2 separate regions of the Sus scrofa genome follow, and region 1 is linked to region 2. The links are chromatin contacts, called in public HiChIP or PLAC-seq maps. All regions are on one chromosome and are shown on one strand. Each heading gives the region's core, a stretch centred on a gene start, on an enhancer-like site or on the middle of the called end of the contact. The rest is flanking DNA. Distances are from core to core; before and after follow the strand shown. Region 1 overlaps PTPN14 (tyrosine-protein phosphatase non-receptor type 14). Region 2 has its middle 17 kb from the start of CENPF.

Region 1 (5,924 bases), core at 3,126-5,625, 140 kb after region 2:
GACCTACACTACAGCGCATGGCAACACCAAATCCTTAACCCACTGAGCGAGGCCAGGGATCGAACCTGTAACCTAATGGTTCCTAGTCGGATTTGTTAACCACTGAGCCATGATGGGATCTCCCTCTCTGTGATTTTCTTAATCTGTGAAATAATATCTCCTTATACCACAGCAGAATTTGAAAATTTCTGTCTTCTGGAAATCTATCTTTCTGAATAAGCCTATGATTTCTTGGAAGAAAGAATTTCCTGACGTTCAAGAGTTTCCTGTTACTAATTAGGTCACAGGTTCCTGGTATGAAATCTCTCTATCCTGGAATTAAGTTATGCCATTTCTTTTTTAGAGTTTTAATTTGGAAGTCATTAAGGAAAAATATTACCTTCTAAATCTGGAGTACCCAATATTTTCATTGTAATGGGAGTACTTGTATTTTTTCTTCTCATCCTCAAATGCTATGTTTTGAAAACAATTATCCACCTTTAGTACTTCCTAAAAATATTTTATTATTAAATACCACCTATTTATCCTTAGCATAGAGCAAGTAGGATAAGTAGTAGTAGTATAAAAATACACATTTATAATTTATATTTTAGTTGGCTTAGACACCCATTTGGGGCAATGTAGCAATCAATTAGATTTTTGATTGATTCGTTCATTCATTCATGTATGCGTGTATAAATACATTCAGTAAGTATTTACTGAGCATCTGTTAAATGGCATGAGTCTTCTAGTAACCAGAGATGCAGCAGTTAACAAAATAGCCAGTCTCTGCCCTCATTCACCTTATATTTTTGAAATACTTGTAGTAGTTTATGAATGTTTCCTTCCCTTTTATAAAATTCTGGGACTTGTAAGAGCGTATGGTACCTAGTTATCCGAATGATTAAAATCAGCTGCCAAACTCTCTAAAAAAATTGTGAAACAGTGCTGTTCATATCCACCAAATGGTTTCTTTCCACATAATGGTTATTACATGTCTCTTTACAGAGAAGATGATAAGCATATACAAGGTATTTATATAGACATATGTGCACATAATAAACTATAGAAGGTCCCCTATGTTCGTACTTCTTCAAATAAGCTTTTGATCAAATTCCTCTTTACGCTTGAGTTAAATCTATGATTATGACTTTGATGAGGAAATACCTGTCTACAGTGCTGGTCATTCCTTTATGTAAGACTTGATGGAGATATAGAATATCCTAACTTGAGAAAGTGCAAAAATTCTTGGGGCTTAGTTCTGTTTGGAATGGGTACAGGACTTAGTTGCCAGTGTAAAGACGATAGTGGCTCTGAGTTTTCATAAAGATAAAATTTAACAGAAAATGCATGGACTAGTAACTCTTAATTACACAAACAACTTTTTTTTTCTCTTCCTAATCTTTTTAGTACGTGTTTTTTTTATCAGGTTATACTGCAGAAGTATTTTTATTATTATTGTTCTTTAGTTTGGTGATGGCGGTGGTGCTGGTGAACTTGTTTTTTTTCAAGTATGGTGGTTTTAGAATGGGGATCAATGGGAAGTGCCCATGATTTGGGTTTCCCAGGGGTTTTGCAAAGACTGGTTAAGAGTGCTATTTTCTCACTTCCTACCACGTGACCCGTTGCTCAATCCATGTTTGCTACAAACGTGGTCCTCCTCGCTGTTCTTGATCAGAACTCAAAATGCACATCACAGAAAACAGGTGGAAATATCTAGGACCTTCATTCTGTAGAGGTATCTCTTCTATAGACATGCAGAGTAGAGGATTGGGGGTGGGAGGGGGGACGTGGGAGAGGAAGCAGAATGATGAAAAAAGAGTGAATTTCTTCCTATGTCAAAGACACCTCCTCCAAACTGAAAAAAAGATTAAGTCAAATGTTTGAAGTGTTTTGAAGAGCTTGTAATAGGGAAAGATTATCTGATTGTAATTTTTTAACCAAAAGTTAAATCCATTTTGCCCACATCGAGCTGTTAAAGAGCAATCTATTAATTTTCCAGAAAGAAGGCTTTATCTGAAAATGTTTCTGCAGTTATTCAGGCCCCCACATCTTGCAGTCATTCTTCAATTCTTTCTTGTACACCCTGTAGCCAACCTTTGGTATCTGTTCAGAGACTGACCGCTTCCTTCCAGGTCCGGGGCTTTTCTTCTAGCTCAGTCCAGCGTTTCTCCTGACTCATGTCCTGACTTCCACCCTTACCCCTTACAGGTCCGGGGTCTACGCAGCAGCCAGTATCCTTGTAAACATATGGCAGTTAATGTGGCTTCTTTGCTCAGTTCCTTCTCCGGATTTGTCACCTTCCTTAGAATAGTCAAAATCCTTACATTTTGCCTGGGGAGCCCTTTAGGATCTGTACGACTCCCTGTCTTTCGCCCATCCTTCCCTGCCGAGTGTCGTCCCCTGTCTCAGTCTCTGTCACCCTGGCCATCTTGCCGTTCTTGTACACATCGCCGCACACTTTCCTGAAGGCCTTCGTACTTGCTGTTTGTCTGCTTGGAACCAGCCCCTCCATGGCTGGCTCCTCACTTCTTTCAGGTCTCTGCTCAGAGTTCATCTTATCAGAGACACCTCTCTTGACCACCTCCCCTTGGCTACTCGTATTCCTTTTTGCCCCCCTTTGTTCCTCTGTACCTCTTCTCTGATTTTCTCTATTTACTTCATTATTGCTTGTTGTCTCCACCATAATGTAACCTACATGGACAAGAGCAGGGATGGGGATTTTTCTAGGCACCGCTGTCTCCCAAGTGCCAAGAACCACCGCTGGCCTGTGGTAGATGCTCGTTGAGTTTTATTGAATGGACGAATGTAGCCCCACGCATGCCAACAGCTGCCACAGCGGAGAACACGGTCCCTTTGTGCCTCATGCGGGCAGTGGGGGAGCTCCATCTAGTCGTGATGACTCCAGTTCATTGAGCTGCGTATGACTCCAGTTCATTCACCATGGTCTTAAAAGAGAACATCCTGAGACATGGGCAGCCCTCATTTTAAGGAAGCCACTGGAATATCGGTGGGGGATATAGACTCTACACGTATATATGACATGTACTTGCAATGTGGCATGGTTCTGTACATCATTTGATAGTAGTAAATACTTATAGTTTTTAAAGATAATGAATAATTGAATATATTTACTTGTACATATCTAATATTTTACAAAATCGATTCTGTGTTGGCTTCACTTGAACAGAAGTGCTATACGAGATTAAGAAATCATTGTATTAATAGGGGAGTTCCTATCATGGCTCAGTGGTTAACGAATCCGACTAAGAACCATGAGGTTGCGGGTTCGATCCCTGGTCTTGCTCAGTGGGTTAAGGATCCAGTGTTGCCATGAGCTGTGGTGTAGGTCACAGACACGGCTCGGATCCAGAGTTGCTGTGACTCTGGCGTAGGCCAGCAGCTATAGCTGTGATTAGACCCCTAGCCTGGGAACCTCCATATGCTGTGGGTGTGGCCCTAAGAAAGACAAAAAGACTAAAAAAAAAAATTCTATTAATAGAATTTGACAGCTTTTATTATGATTACTAACCAATGGATTTTGTGCTAGCTTCATGAACGTATTAACAAAATACAGGAGGCCATATATTTTCTGCAGTCTTAATTTTTTTGGAGAAGCCCACTGAGCTTTTTGTTTAAGGGAGAGTTTGAGTACTTTTCTGTAGGACTCCTGTCCATTGAACATGGCCTCAGGCCCAGTGCAGCCAGTGATTCTCCAGAACTGGCACCTTTCTTAGTTTTATGTACTTGGGTCTTTGGTTTCTAAAAAAACATATGATGTGTTTTTATTCTGGTTTCTAATGAGATAACTTTTAAATTCTTAAACATAGAATGCAAAAGAGAAATGCGTTTCTAGCACCTTCTGCATGAAGTAGAAGAAATAAGGCAAGAGGGATTTCCTTTGATGTGGGAATTGCACTTTCCATCTTGACAGCCCCCCTTCCCTGCCCCCACACCTAAACAAAGGGCTTCTTTGCACCTGTGTATAGTTCCTTGTCACTTTGGGGCATCATTTTCTCTTCTAGGAAATTAAAGCTCCTGTCTTAAAGTTTATTAAGTATTGAGGGTTGTGTAGAGACTGGAGCAGTTAGGAAACTAAAATTCTACAAGAAGAAAGAACGTCTAATACTATGTTAATCGTTTTTCTGTAATAAGTATTATTCAGAAGCTCTGTTTAAAACTTCACTTTCTATGCAAATAAAATTCTAAGAAAAATAAAACTCCAAAAATATTTTAAAATTGCAGTCACCAAATGGGATCTCTAGTCCTTTAATCCTTGAGCCCCAGAAGGGGTTTGAGAGGAAGAATTGCACAGAGACATTTTCATGCCTCAAAATATCAAGGACAGTTTTGGCAGAAAGCACAGCCTGGGACGATGCTAGATTCTTGGGCAATGAGATGTTTGCTGGTTTGGTATTTTATCTTTGGCAGTTGTTGCCACATTTGATATTCTCAGCTGCTTTTGAAGATTCCGCAGAAGAAAAGCAGGATTCATTTCTAGCAGTAAAAACTCAGTAAATGGTCAGTGGCTTCATGTTGTAATGTGTTTACAACCTTCTGTAGTTTTTTCCTTCCTTCCAATTTCTCCTTTAAGTTTTATGCACCAGACTTAGGGAAACTACAGTCTACAATGTTGTATGGCAAGAGCACTTGACAGCAACATCAGGAGTCTTGGCAAGTCCCCTTGCCTTGTCTGGGTCTCTCCTTCCTCACAGGTAAATGGGAAACCGTAGTGAGTGGCTTGGAGGGTTGTGAATATGAAGTGACATGTCATCCTGAACATGAAACACGTGGAAAACAACTCTACGAATGTAAAGCACTATTACAGTCAAGGACTGTGTGCGTCTTCTGCTTTCTTAACATCTAGAGAAATTGGTTAAGATTTCGATTGTGGACAATTCAAATTTTCCATGGTTTTTGATGGCTATGCGGTGGGTTTTTATTATTTCTTGCAGAGGACCCTAGGAACAATGTAAAGATTCCTTGCAGCTAGTCTGTAATTAACTGGCTTTAAGGTAAGGCCCCATCATGTATGGCTGCCATGATGTCTTGCTCTAATGTAAAGATGCGGCACAGACCCACTTCATGCTAGACATTGAGGTGAAATACAAAGATGTACAAAATAAGCTTATAAAGTAGCCAAGGGGGCAGAAATAAATCCACTTAATGAAACACATTGCCCCGTCAGTACCACCTCAGAGTTGCCAAACGCTGTGAGAACACAGAGGCTAGATGAATTATTCCACTTTGGTGGCTGGGAAAGGCTTTATCTTAAGCAATACCTGGAGTATAGGTGATTTGCGGGTTTTGTTTTGCTGCTGAGTCTACTATTCTTTTATGCCAACTCCTTGGGTGGCCACCTTCCAAAAAAGCATTCTCTTTCACCCATGGGGCTTCTCTGAGTCAGTAAATGATTATATAGTGTTTTTTGCACAGTTACCGGGTCTGGGATCATTTACTGGGTCTGTGGATAGTCGAGGGGTGGTCCCTGCCCTCAAAGTGCTTATGGCTTGATAGAGATGGTTGAGTCTGTCATCATTAGAAACATACAAAGTCTGTGATATTGAAGTGCTATGACTGGGGAGAAGGTGAGCATGGATCTTGCTGGCCAGACAGAAAGTGGGCTGGGATGGGCACGAAAGGTCCACACAATGGAAATTTAGGTCGTCCATCAGAATTTCAAGGTATCTCCTATACTTCTGACTTCTAAGCAGACGTAGTAGCTGTTTTGCTATTTCTAATGAATATCCCATCCAGCTTATTGGGTTTTTGTTTGTTTGTTTGTCTGCCGGTGTTTTAAAATATACTTTTCTATGGGTCACTCTGTTAGTCTTCAGACATTTTTAAGCTGTGAATACAAGGAAACATGCATTAAGTGACCAAGAGAGCATGGGATAAGTGGGTGTCTACAGCTGGAATCATTAAAGCCTAAAGCCCAGTGATGA
Region 2 (6,442 bases), core at 2,102-4,601:
CAGAGAATGAAACATTTTAAAACTGTCTCATCTGATTCCAAGCAAAACATAATCCTACGTATTGAGGTTGTAGGTTTAGCTCGTTGAATTTCAAGGAGCCGTTGAATGACCAACAGGACCAAATGCCCAAGAGTGAAGAAAGGTTTCCTGGGCCGTGGGACTTGCAGTACCAAAACTGTGACAGTCTCAGACAAGCTGAGATCCTGGTCTCCAGACATCTTGTACATGAATTCAGAGCCCAGCGTGTTAAGGTGAAGTCAGGTTGGCATGTGAAGAAAAGAAATCATGCATACGGGGCCCCTGAGCCAAGATTTCAGAAAAAGTACTCTTCAGGAGTTCCCGTCGTGGCGCAGTGGTTAATGAATGTGACTAAGAACCATGAGGTTGCGGGTTCGATCCCTGGCCTCACTCAGTGGGTTAAGAATCCTGTGTTGCAGTGAGCCGTGATGTAGGTCATAGACACGGCTCGGATCTGGAGTTGCTGAGGCTGTGGTGTAGGCTGGCAGCCGTAGCTCCAATTAGACCCCTAGCCTGGGAACCTCCATGTGCACCAGGTGCGGCCCTAAAAAGACAAAAGACAAAATAAAACAAAGGACTCTTCACTGTGTACTGGATACAAAATAGAGGGCAGCTTTTATGGCCCCTTATATTCCAGTCCTCACTTCTCAAACCAGAAAAGCCTGAGATAAATGTCGTATGAGGGTCCCTTCCTCCTCCTTTCTCCCAAGGGGAGCCCTGACTTGGGTTCTTCACATCCTCAACCTGAAAACCACTCCCGCCTGCAAGAGCTGATGCAGTGTTCGAACAGCCTCCAGAGAGTGCCTGATTTTATAGGAATGGAGTTCCCCAAATATCCACCCAAAAAGGTGAGCACTGATGCTGAATGCCTAGCCCCACGCTAGGCACAAGTAAGTTTCAAGGAATTTATGTGGAAACTGTGAACAATGGATCACAGGGCCTCCAAAAGGTGGAAACTCATCTGAGTGTACTCGCCCAGCTATGTGATGAGAGACAGTCCTCAGGAGGGAAGGGGAGAGAAAAAGTGGGAAAAGAACCTTTGCCTTTTTGCCCCGTCCAGGAGCGGAGAGGTGAGTTGAAGTACAAATGAACCACAGATGAGCTAAGGACCACTGTGTATTCCTGTCTCCTTTGCCGCTTGGAAATTAAAGGAGGAAGAACTGTAGGCACCACGCCATCCTCTTAGCTGGTATCACCTAGCCAGATGCCTGGGAGATAAAAGGTATAAAATTACCCCCTTATATTTTCCCTCCAAGGAGATTTCGCTTCTGGGATCCTAGCACCAGAAAATAGAAACCCTTGGCTACTTAACAAACAGGTAACCAACACTTTTTAGATTTGCGTGTGCTTCTTGAATTACCAAGAGAAATGTATGATTTCACACAAAGTCAAAGATGACAGATGATGTGTTCAGGACGTATACAGGTGATCTGGTGTCCGCAGCATCTGAAGAGTGCTTTCCTTGCCTTCTCAATTCCCCTGCTGCCTGGTAACCAGGAGGCAGCGCAGTGCAGCGCAGGGCCACGGGTATCAAACTGAGGATCACCTCCAGGGCTTCCACCTACCACCTACCAGCCGTGGGACATCGGGCAAATTCCTCGACTTGACGGGGCTCTTATGAGGATTAAGTGAGATAATCTGTGTAAAGCTTTTAGTACCGGGCCACATGGTAAGTACTCAGAAGGGACTGTTGGTACTTACAGTTCTGGAGAGGCTAGGTCCTCTAATCACCTGTGTTTTCTGCTGGGTGAACCAAGGGGATTTTCCACCTCCTGGTTAGTTCATAAGGTATGTTAATCACAGGAAAGTTTATACGATGATGAGTTGGTGGTTGCCTAATTTGATGAGTCAGATTGTTTTCTTTTTTTCACTTCTGTGTTGAAAATAGAAATTTAGGTCAACTTTTTGCTGGAGGCAGAAAAGTTTTTTTAGGAGTTCTCCTGTGGGGCAGCGGGTTCAGGATTCGGCATTGTCACCGCAGCGGCTTGGGACACTGCTGTGGCTGGTGTTCCATCCTGGCCTGGGAACTTCCACAGGCCGAGGGTGCGGCCAAAAACAAAACATTCTTTTTATTGGGTTACCTGTCTGAAATGAGAAAGAAACCCCTTTGAATGCCTGGCTATCGACTCAGCCCCACAGCTGATATGAATAGATTTCCTTTGGGAACCTCAAGTAAGAGTCTTAGGAGAGAGTCTATGTATGGCTCTTAAGCTGGGAAACATCGATTAAAATCTAGCTTAGATTTAGTTTCTAAGGCTACCGGAATTGAGACATTTAAAGACTCAGAATACCAGGCTTCTTTGGGTGAATTTAACAGTGTGTGCTGTGAACAGCTGCACGAGAATCAAAGGTCATTACTGCCATTGCCCAGGGCTGCAGTGTCAGCAAAGGCAACCCAGCAGGAGGATGCATGTGGTGGGAATTTCGGGATGCCTAGGACCACCCAAGGTGGTCATCCCACTAAGAAGAGCTTACCTAACGCATTGCTCTAATAGGCTCTTAGGTTGCTAATAATCATATGGCCTTAATCAGCAGTAAATGAGAACCTACTTAATCAACCCACAGTCTTAAGGTAGTGTGAAGTAACAAGAAAAGTGAACTGCTACTAAGTGGCATTACTCTGACAAGACTGGCATATTTTCATTTTCCCAGTGTTCTCTTCTGTGCATGAAACTGGGTTCTGGGCTTAATAACCCTCAGCCATAAAGTACTGTAACATGTTAGTTCATGCTGGGTGGCAACAGGTTTGTTTTTCATGATTATGTAATCTGAATTCTTCTTCCAAGAAAGGATTTGGAAATGAGCTATTAAATTGGATTGCCAGCAGACATTTGGTCTAAATGCACATCTGCATTAGCTGCATGAAACTCCGGCCCTTTCTCTCTCATGGCCCCCTACCCCTCTACAAATCTGAAAACTGCAACTCTAGTGTGGCCCATGAGAAAAACAGTCCAGCAGCTGGCCGAGGTTTACATAAAGCAGTGAAATGCCTACTAAGGATTTTTAGGTGAGGGTATTTGATCTTCCTTGGTCTTAAATAGCAACCTAATGAGCCAGGCGATCTGGGCACTCCGTACACTTGTACCCAGATTAGATTGGCTTTAAAAACTAATATAGTGTTAAAATATTGTGCAAAGGGTGCCTACTGGAGTAGGTTCAAAGACTTCAAGTGCTAGGTTGGTATTTATTGACTAAAATGCTACTTAGAAAAGAGTTCACGTTGTTCTTAATTTCCAAGACAAAGCTGAAAACCACAGCAAATAACTGCTTGGGGGTTTGCATTCCATAGTCCTGGACTCAGAGGCAAGCTTCCTGTTCCCTCTTGGCTGGCAGACCCGACCCGAAGGCCAGGCGGTGAATGGTTTGGTTCTTAGAGTTGCAGAATCTGCACCGGGTGCCAGACCAGGTGTTTTTTGTTTTTTTAAGTTCATCGTAAAGATTTGGATCTCACGGAAAGAGAACAGGAGAGCAGACTGAGTTAGGTATTTGGGCAAAGACCATCTCTTTACAAAGATCCACACACCTGAGTAGCTCCCAAAGAGGAGGGTTTCAAAATAACTGAGACCCACACTTGGAAAACGCGAATCATTCCCCGGGATCTTCTTGGTAAGATTCAGGAATTAAAAGGAAGAAAAGAAAAAGAAAAAGAACCATTCAAGATTCTCAGGCCAACAGGATTTTTATTTTTTTCCTTCTAGGGGAAATGCCAGATTTTTTTCAAGTAGTATAATTCCGTGTTTTTGTATGCAACTTGTATGCACAGTCCTATGTTTATAAGGAGCTGAAAGTCAAATGCTGAGATTTCCTCTGCTACCTTTACAGCTGGTGCTCTTACATGGGCCCAGGTCAGAACCTACAGGAAACTCTGGCTGTGCGTGTGCATGTTTGTAACAAAGAAAGGGAGAGAGAAAGATACAGATAAAGACAGGGAATTCCAGAATTGTCCTTGCAAGGAGTAGTTATGAGGCTGAATGTTCTAGTGGAAAATAAATGAAGAGAATCCTAGAACACTAGTTATTCAAATAGCATGCCCACATGAATTGCTTAGGAAAAACCATTAACCTCTTCTTCTCTGCCCCATTCTTTCAGCAATTTTAAAGGTCTTATGGCCAAAGGACAAGATCCGGAAGGGTTGGTGGTGGGGCCGGGAAGAGTTGAAGTTTAACTCAGCTGATCTGGGGGCGAATTTCCTTGGCAGTGCAAAGGCTCTCAATGAAGGATCTCTGCCAGACAGAAGCAGCGCAGGCCACGCCCGGGCCACAGCGAGGCCCGTCCCTGACCCTCCTTCAGAGAAGAGGCTTGTGTCCTTTTCTGAGGCAGCCCCTCCCTTGGGTAGACAAACAAGCCTCCTCAGTACGCATCCTCCCCCACCCCCACCAGTGTGCTCATTCCAACCTTTGTGCCCCCTTCCAACCTCTCCTTATAATTCTCTCTCCCCACCTCTTTAACCCAACCTCTCACCCCCTTCCAGGTCCAACACCAGATCCTCTAAGCATCCTTGCAAATAAAGAACGTTCCCCTGGGATGCTCTCCATCCTCTCCGCCCTCATCAGGCTGCTAATATTTTCACTGTTTCTTATAGACGCTGTAGAGACAAAAGCCCTTCTCCTTTCTTTTCTGGCTGTCCAATTCTTTCTTTTCTTCAAAAAATAAATAACCTTATGATCTCCCTGCCTGGCTTTTATCATGGTTTTCTACATCCACAGATGTAGGTGGAACATAACTGACTTCACCTGCTGTTCCATCCAGGCATAGTCTTAGTTCAGCCGAATCCACTGGAATCAACCGAGGCCCATGTTTGGCTTCGGTAAAGGTTCTCTGACATGAGAATTTAAAAGCATTCCATGGAGTTCCCGCCGTGGCACAGTGGTTAATGAATCCGACTAGGAACCATGAGGTTGCGGGTTCGGTCCCTGCCCTTGCTCAGTGGGTTGACGATCCGGCGTTGCCGTGAGCTGTGGTGTAGGTTGCAGACACGGCTCGGATCCCGCGTTGCTGTGGCTCTGGTGTAGGCCGGTGGCTACAGCTCCGATTGGACCCCTAGCCTGGGAACCTCCATATGCAGTGGGAGCGGCCCAAGAAACAGCAAAAAGACAAAAAAAAATAAAAATTAAAAAAAAAAAAAGCATTCCAAAAGAATGGAAGCTCTTTCTCCAACAAAGACAGGAAGAACTGAAGGAAAAGTGTGTACATAGAGGGGGTATAATGTTACTTCTTTTCCTCGACTCTGGGGCACATACGCAGAGAGGTGACCTGGAGGGACTCTTCGGACATATGGTCCAGAAATACTAGGAAAAACCCTCTCTCTATTAACAAAAATGTCTTAAAGACGTTTTATATGAATCAAAATGTAGACATGTTTTTTTCTATTTAGGCCTTCCTAAGTTTTTTGTAATCTTCCTTAAAAATATTAGAGTTTGGTACGGGGACTAGAGCTTGCATGAGAGAGAAATCATTCTTTCTCATGAGTCTAGACTTCCCTACCTAGGGAAGTCTAAAGGAAATTGAGTGCAGTCAACCTGCAAGGGTGAGCAGAGATAATTGAAATACACTGATAATTCAGAATCTTATTTCCACCTCATTTACTTCAACCTCTGTTCCCTTCTGTTGGTACTTCTACAGAAAAGCGAAGCAGACTAAATTGAAGATAATTTAGAAGATAATTTCGTCCCCACTCCTGCCCTCCCCCTCCCCCCAGGGGCTCAGTCTGTTGGGTGGAAGATCATTATCGGGAGAAAGAGGCAAAACAAGTGGGCCACAGTCCCCTCCCCAGCTCGCCTCTTCTTCGTCACTCAGTTGTGCCAACGTTCCAGGAGAGTGTCACTTGTTTAATATTGATGCACTTTAATGTGAAAATCATTTCTGGTCTTGACCTGTTTTCAGTTTGTCAATACTCTAGATTTTGCCAAGTTTGGGAACCTTAGCATAAATATGGCCAAATCCACTTGACTACAGTTAGTGAACGTCTGTGTTTTTCACGCCTCGCCTTTTGCTGGGAAGGGGAGAATTGTGCATTGTTTTCTGTAGGATTTGCTTACGAATTTTGCCTGCGCTGGAACGCAATCGAGACGCTGTCTCTCCCACATCTTTTCCTCTGTCATTTTATAATGTGTGCTCATCCTATTACTGTATAAAAATGTGTATTTTATATCCACCATTATGAGTCATTAGAAGGAAGAGGAAAAAACTCTTTTTCTTTTTTGGCTGCACCTGTGGCATGCGGATGTTCCCAGGCCAGGGATGGAACCCACACCGTAGCAGTGCCCCAAGCCACTGCAGGGACAATGCTGGATCCCTAACCTGCTGCATCACACAAGAACTGGTGGCACAGCAGGCTAACGATCTGGGGCTGTTACTGCAGAGGCTTGGTTCCCTTCTATGGTGCTGGTTTGATCCTTGGCCCAGGAACTTCCACATGCCTCGG

Evidence for each region. HiChIP or PLAC-seq counts read pairs in DNA pulled down with a chosen protein or histone mark.
Region 1: a contact with region 2 is called in an H3K27ac HiChIP or PLAC-seq map of skeletal muscle. The contact joins two enhancer-like sites. A contact is called at or near these places in 1 of 5 promoter capture datasets (liver) and 1 of 2 datasets of contacts at active chromatin or transcription factors (skeletal muscle).

Annotation. Positions count from the first base shown.
Region 1 is chr9:129,166,891-129,172,814 of Sscrofa11.1, forward strand. All of the region lies in intron 4 of PTPN14 (tyrosine-protein phosphatase non-receptor type 14), which reads left to right. Among named protein-coding and RNA genes, the nearest start is that of PTPN14, 55 kb to the left of the region's middle. Within about 2 kb of position 4,376, at least 6 of the 83 cell types and tissues checked have an H3K27ac peak or open chromatin away from gene starts, as enhancers often do. A contact at or near this core is called in skeletal muscle, where this site is marked.
Region 2 is chr9:129,026,105-129,032,546 of Sscrofa11.1, forward strand. No RefSeq gene overlaps it. Among named protein-coding and RNA genes, the nearest start is that of CENPF, 17 kb to the left of the region's middle. Within about 2 kb of position 3,352, at least 12 of the 83 cell types and tissues checked have an H3K27ac peak or open chromatin away from gene starts, as enhancers often do. A contact at or near this core is called in skeletal muscle, where this site is marked.